2 separate regions of the Danio rerio genome follow, and region 2 is linked to region 1. A link is a contact called in public HiCAR-type data. All regions are on one chromosome and are shown on one strand. Each heading gives the region's core, a stretch centred on a gene start, on an enhancer-like site or on the middle of the called end of the contact. The rest is flanking DNA. Distances are from core to core; before and after follow the strand shown. Region 1 overlaps crybg1b (crystallin beta-gamma domain containing 1b). Region 2 holds the start of crybg1b (crystallin beta-gamma domain containing 1b).

Region 1 (3,653 bases), core at 663-3,162:
GGACTGGGGTGCGTCAGACAGCCGGATCTGCTCTGTGATCCCAGTGATGGTGGTGAGAGTCACACACACACACACACATACATGATGCTGAGTGATGCGTTGTGTATAATGAGCGCACTATTGAGTCTTGTGGCTGATGTTGGCTGTATAAGTGGACTGTACTGACTCCAGATCAGCTCTCATGTGTTTCTCTGCTGTTTCAGGAGCGTGTGGAGAGCTGCTGCCACTTCCAGGTGTGTGTGGAGCTGTATCACTCTGATTCCTTCAGTCACTGTTAAAAATACAGACAAGATTAACTGGTGTGTGTGTGTGTGTGTGTGTGTGTGTGTGTGTGTGTGTGTGTGTGTAACAGATGGAGCTGTTCTCTGAGTGTGACTGCAGAGGAGCGTCTGTGCTGCTGCAGGACTCATTACCCATAATGCCCCAGGGCTTCAGCGCGCGCTCCTGCAGGGTCCTGTCTGGCAGGTCTGGTGTGGGGTTTACCTGTGTGTGGGTGTGTGTGTGTGTGTGGGTGTGTTTGCATGCTTATGTGTGTCTGTGTGTTCATATATATATATATATCTATATATATGTGTGTGTGTGTGTTTGTGTGTGTGTTTGTGTGTGCATGCGCATATGTATGTGTTTGTGTGTATACGCTTGTGTGTGTGTCTGCGTGTGTATTTGTGCATGAGTGTGTCTGTGTATGTTTGTATGCCTGCTTATGCACGTGTGTGTATTGGTGTGTGCATGCCTGTATTTGTGCGAGGTTTATATCTGTGTGTGTGTGTGTGTTTTTGTGCATGAGTGTGTCTGTGTTTTTCTGTGTGTGTTCGTGCAAATGTGTGTGTGAGTTTAGGAGTGTGTCTGTGAGTGTCTGTTTATATATATATGTGTGTGTGTGTGTGTGTGCGTGCACATTTGTATGTTTGTGTGCACGTGTATATATATATGTGTGTGTGTATGCATGTGTGTGTTTGTCAACTGGAAGGTGTCATATCCAGATGTTCTTATATGTGTGTGTGTGTGTGTGTCTCAGCTGGCAGGTGTTTGCTGCTCAGAGGTTCTCAGGTGTTCAGTGTGTTCTGGATGAAGGTGTGTATCCGGATCTGAGGACGATGGGCTTCATGCAGCTCCACACAGCAGTGCAGTCTGTCCAGCCAACCGGACACGTAAGAGACGTTCACACACACACACACACACACACCATCATGAGTACTTCAGCTGCAATCCTGAATAATCATCTTAATGTGTGTGCCTGTGTGTGTGTGTGTGTGCAGGAGTTTTCAGTGCCCTCAGTGGTTCTGTTCGAGCGCTGTGGACTCAGAGGCCGGCGGACGCTCCTGAAGTGCAGCTCCGTCAACCTGCAGCTCACCGACAGCTGCACCAGAGTCTGCTCTGTGCTGGTGGAGGGCGGCATGTGAGAAACACACACACAGAAACACAATTACACAGATACACACATATACTCCATCATGTGCATACAAATACAGGCACACACAGGCAAACAGGGCCAAAGCACGCTTGTCCCCCCTCCCCTTTCCCCTGACGGCCCGCACTCACAAGGCATCTGAGCCGGAGCACGCTTACATTGATGATGCGCTGTTCAGATTACCAGAAGAGAAGTGCTCTCGCTCAGCACAGTGGACATTGCTTTAGTAAGATCATTTTAGGGGTTTGGGATGCAGTGACACGCAGTCAAATATTTGCCGAACAGGCTTCAATTCCTCAGTTATTTACTGCTGTAAGTCCTGCTGATAATCTTTATTTATCATTTAAATAGTGTGAGATCATTTATTCATCATTTATACAGACTGAGAGTTCAGCTTCTGCATGTGTGTGTGTGTGTGTGTGTGTGTGTTTCTGTCCTCTTCCTCTGCGATTCTGCACTCATGATCTGTGTTTGCTGGTCTCCATGAGCACAGAGACTCCAGTGTTTATGTGCAGTCTGCAGGAAATGTGTCACACACACACACACACACACACACACAAACACACACACTTAAACAGGCAGAAAAAGCGACTCAGAGTGGAAAGACTTCACCACTGTGGTAAATTCAGCACAGTCGTGTCAAATCTGCTCCCTTTCTCTCCAGACCTGCAGAAATGACAGCGTAAAGAGTGTGTGTTCGTGTGTTAGACTACTGTACACTTCACAAACATGCCTAACTCTGGAAACACTTTCAGATCGCTCACTTTTGAGGTTTTCTTGGCCCTAAAATACAAACTGTTCCCTAAAATGGCCAGCTTTTTCCATGGAGGATCATGAGTGTGTATATTTAGCCTGAACTGACCGCAGGCTCCAGACAGACGTGCGTTAGAGAGAGAACAGGGTGGAGATCTGTCAGCAAATGTGCTTGTTTGAGCGTGTGTTTACCTGTGTGTGTGTGTGTGTGTGTGTGTGTGTGTTGATGGACAGGTGGGTTCTGTATGAGGCCAACAACTTCAGAGGGTCCCAGATTCTGCTGAAGCCAGGGGCCATTCCTGATTGGCATAAATTCTCCTCCTGGCAGCGAATTGGATCACTCCGACCACTTATACAGGTGAGAGGCTCCGCCCACTGCATATCCTGCAGTGAAACTCAAGTGTGTTAGGGCGTGGCTATGTAAGAGGCCAAACTCAGTTCCTGGAGGGCCACAGCTCTGCACAGTTTAGCTCCAACCTTAATTAAACACACCTGATCAAACTAATTGAGTCTTTCAGGCTTGTTTGAAGCCTACAGGTGTTGAAGCAGGGTTGGAAGTGTGTAGGGGTGTGTAGGCTATCAAAATGCCAGAATAAGAGGCTCCACCCACTCCAGATCCTGTAGTAAATGTTAAGTTTATAGGGACGGAGCCATCAAAATGCCTAAATACTGAGAGGCTCCACCCACTGGAGATCTTCTAGTGAATGTAAAGTGTGTAGGGGCGGGGCTATCGAAATGCCTACATACCAAGAGGTTCCACCCACTGCAGATCCTACAGCAAAGACAAGTGTGTAGGGGTGGGGCTTTCAAAATGCCCACTTACTTAGAGGCTCCACCCACTGCAAAATCTGTTGTGAAAGACAAGTGCCTTGGGGGTCGGGCTATCAAAATGCCCACTTACTAAGAGGCTCCACCCACTGCAGGATCTGTAGTCAAAGTCAAGCACCTAGGGGGCGGGGTAATCAAACTGCACATTTACTAAGAGGCTCCACCCACTGCAGATTCTGTAGTGAAAGTTAAGCGCCTAGGGGGCGGGGCTTTCAAAACGCACATTTACTAAGAAGCAATGTACACTGCAGAACCTGTAGTAAAATTTAAGTCCAAAGGGGGCGAAGCTATCAAAATGCCAGAAAGAGGCTCCACCCACTGCAGATTCTGTAGTGAAAGTCAATTGCCTAGGCGGCGGGGCTATAAAAATGCCTACATACTAAGAGGCTCCACTCACTGAAGATCCTGTAGTGAATATCAAGTAGGCAGGGGGCGGGCTATCAAAATGCACCCTTGCTAAGAGGCTCCACCCTCTGCAGATTCTGTGGTGAAAGACAAGTGCCTAGGGGGCAGGGCTTTAAAATAGGCCACTTACTAAGAGGCTCCACCCACTACAGACTCTGTAGTAAAAGTTAAATCTATAGGGGGCAGGACTATCAAAATGCCAGAATAAGAGGCTCCACCCACTGCAGATCCTGTAGTGAATGTCAGGTGCGTAGTA
Region 2 (3,653 bases), core at 491-2,990, 33 kb before region 1:
CTCAACATCATCTCTACTGTTAGCTAGACGACACACAGCACAGTGACGTTACAGTGAATGTGAAGATGCTCCAGTTCCTGTCATTAGATGTGATCAGGTCTCATTACACCACTGGAGCATTGGAGATTCTGCTCAAATTACCTGTCAAGTCATAAGTTGTGAAAAATGGAAAATATATTTTGACAAACATTCTTCTTTCTTTCTTTCGTTCTGTTCTGTCTTTTATCTATCCATCCATCTGTCATTCTTTCTATCTCTATTCATCCATTTGTCCGTCCGTCCAACTATCATCCATCCATCCATCCATCCATCCATTGTTCTGTCTGTCTGTCTGTCTGTCTTTCTGTCTGTCTGTCTATCTGTCTGTCTGTCTATTTGTGTCGATCTATCCATATCACCGTCATTCTATCTATCCATCCATCTGTCATTCCATCCATCCATTCGTTGTTCTATCTGTTTGTTTGTCTGTCTGTCTGTCTATTAATCTTTATCTATCTGTGTGTCTGTTGATCCATCTGTCCATTCATCCATCTATACGTCCATCTGTCTGTCTTGTTTAAATATCTTTATTGGGAATATACATAACGTCAAGAAAGCAAACGTGCAATAAATATCAGAACATTCCTTTTTAGCAATTAGCAAGAAGCTATTTATTAATGTGTTCAGCTACAATAAAGAAATGCATTTCAGAAGAAAGAATATAAGAATAAGAAATAAATCTACCTTCCTGCATGGTTTTATATATATATATATATATATATATATATATATATATATATATATATATATATATATATATATATATATATATATATATTAAACCTTAACAGAGCCTGCAATATGCAAGACAAGACTAATATTATTATTATTAACAAAATTATAGAACAAAATGTATTATATTTAAACTTAAAACTGTTATGATACAATTCTTTTTTTATTATGTATAATATTTTACCACATATATAAGCTAATAATTCTAAAATAATTATAGATATATGATTAATCTTTATGAAAATTTTATTACAAATATTCCTAACTCCTGTATAGCACTTTTACAGCATGCTTTCTTATGTAGACTTAAGAAAAGGGTTCTGTTTGGAACCAAAACAAATGGATCTGCCGCTGTTACAAACTATAAAGACCTCTAATTTGGTGCTTTAGAAGTATTTTAGTGCATGCTGCTGATCAAAAAAACTAAGTCAAATAATATCCAGTACACACTCAAAAAATGATGTATGAAGCATTAAATGAAGCATTTAAAAAACTAATGCATAATGGGATTTACTACATTTTTTAAGATAAGTGGTGTGCAAACAATTTATAAAAGCTTAATTTAAACAAACAAATTAAGTTGAACATTGCTAAATTTAATTTGTTTAAGTTCAGCCCATATAAAAAATTTGCAACCACTTACCTTAAAAAATAAATAAATTAATAAATCCAATGAATAGTTTTGTTTCAGTGCGCTTTCTAATATTTTCCTCAAGATGATTCAGCAAACAGCCATGGGAGAGTGTGTGTATAGTGACCCACAAACCTACAGCTCCAGTGAACATTAACCTCTCTGTCTGCCTATAAAACCATCAAGCCCAAACACGCTCGCAGACGAGTTTGAACGGAAAGCCTGCAAGATATTTTATGCGAGAGTTTGTTGTTGAAGCTCCTAATTAAAACACTTAAACCGTGTGTTGACGCCAAAGTCTAACTGTGGGTGGAGAGCCCTAATGCATTAATAATTCAGTGTTGTCAGACCGCAGCGTTGCACAACAGCCGTCATACCTGTGCGTTCTCTCGATCCACCTGTTCAGCAGCACATATATGGACACCCACAGGTAAACCTCCCACATCTCATCAAGTTAATAATAATAGTGATGCATTTGCAAGTGTGTTTTCTCATTGTGTTTGTGACGCTCTTCAGGATCAGCTGATCTCGGAACAGCAGCGAGTGCAACTGATCATGGTAGGCAAACATTTTCCTACTGTTTGCACGCTTAACTGATCACAATTAGTTTTTTTTTTGGAGTGTGAATTCAGGTGAACAGGTCTGTGCTTGAGCTTTAAGGGGTGTGACGAGCATGTAAAGCAGGTAAATAATTAGTGCAGACGTTTGCGCTTTTATTTTCTCTTTCTTTGCGCGCGAACTGCAGCATCAGGGCCATCTGATAGCCTTCATCTCCTGCTCTGTGAGTCTGTGAGTCTTCGTGTTTTGCTCATTTGGGATTGTCTGCCACATATATTGTAAATACTGTATATAGTTGCTAAATTGTGTTTTTGAGCCATAATAGAGTGTTTTATACTGTATTTACTGTAACTCTTGTAGCATATACTGTAGTGTCCATATTAACCATAGCAAGCTGATGAACTGTAATAGTGTACTTTAGTTTTTACTATAGTAAACTGCATTGCATTGTAGTTTAATACCCTATAGTTGTTGAAAACTACAGTAGTAAGTCATTTGTTTATATTTCTCTAGTGAATCACCACAGCAGATTACTTTACTAGGGTTTAGAAGTACTGTAGTGTTTGGTGTAAGTTGCTATAGTAGTTTTTCATGTGAGAAAGGGGTTGGTGGAAGGATTTCAGTGATAATATAATGCAATACTAACTTTGTTAGTTTTATATCTGAAATTTTTCGTGCATAACATCGTGTTACAAAGAGGAGAGACATAATATACGCACATGAACAAAAATCATTTGACATCAGACCTTATTCAGCTCTAAGACAGAGTCTGAGTGATGTACAAGTGGATGATTTAATTTCACTTTGTTAAATCTTGGGACTTTAAATAGACACTTTGCTGGTAAATATATATATGATTTAACACATGGCTATGGTTTGAAATGATATTTCCAGCCTTGTGAGGTTCTTGTGATACGAAAGGTAAACTCATTTTCAAGAGGCTGTCCTACTATATTTTATAATATCCTAAAATATTGTTATTACTCTAAAAATGTGCTGTTTCAGCTCAAAACTGAGTAAAATATGAGTAAAACACTATTGTTAGTCATTTATTAGTTGCTAAATTGTGTTTTTGAGGCATATTAGAGTCTGTTACACCTTATTTATTGTTGTATTTACTGTAACTCTTATAGTATGACCATGTTAACTAGTAAACTGATGAACTGTAGTAAATACTTTAGTATACTTTAGTCTTTACTATAGTAAACTGCATTGTATTGTAGTATAACACCCTATAGTTGTTGAAAACTACAGTATTGAGTCATTTGTTTCCATTTGAGAATCACCACAACAGATTACTGTGGTTTAGAAGTACTGTAGTGTTTGATGTAAATTGCTATAGTTGTTTTTCATGTGAGAAAATGATTAATGAAAGGATTTCAGTGATATAATGCAATACCAACTGTATTGTCAGTCTTATATCTGAAATTGTTCTTGCATAACAGCATGTTGCAAACTCCTTTAAAAGCGGCGAGATGTAATATGCATAAACAAAATTCGACATCAGACCATTTTCAGCTCTAAGACATTCACTAATGTACAAATGAATGATTTAATTTAATTTTTCTGTTAAATCTTGTGACTTTAAATCGACTGTTAGACTTTGATGGTGTAAGTTCATGATATAACACATGATTAGAGTTTGAAATGATATTCCTATAGCCAGCCTTGTGATGTTCTTGTGATACGAAAG

What was found. HiCAR-type assays count read pairs that join an accessible place to other places.
Region 2: a HiCAR-type map of caudal fin shows a contact between it and region 1, with 4 times the contacts expected there. The contact joins the promoter of crybg1b here to the enhancer-like site in region 1. A contact is called at or near these places in 6 of 18 Hi-C or Micro-C datasets (caudal fin, embryo, hematopoietic stem cells and 1 more) and 1 of 4 datasets of contacts at active chromatin or transcription factors (caudal fin).

The regions. Positions count from the first base shown.
Region 1 is chr4:1,123,625-1,127,277 of GRCz12tu, reverse strand. crybg1b (crystallin beta-gamma domain containing 1b) reads left to right here. Exons shown (of 24, transcript XM_073946800.1): 16 at 1-52; 17 at 177-233; 18 at 353-465; 19 at 1,019-1,151; 20 at 1,260-1,399; 21 at 2,399-2,522. Among named protein-coding and RNA genes, the nearest start is that of si:ch211-152c2.3, 26 kb to the right of the region's middle. Within about 2 kb of position 1,912, at least 11 of the 62 cell types and tissues checked have an H3K27ac peak or open chromatin away from gene starts, as enhancers often do.
Region 2 is chr4:1,156,583-1,160,235 of GRCz12tu, reverse strand. crybg1b (crystallin beta-gamma domain containing 1b) reads left to right here and starts at 1,740. Exons shown (of 24, transcript XM_073946800.1): 1 at 1,740-1,832; 2 at 1,919-1,960. The coding sequence starts at 1,958. mrap2b (melanocortin 2 receptor accessory protein 2b) reads left to right here. Exons shown (of 5, transcript XM_073946806.1): 5 at 1-638.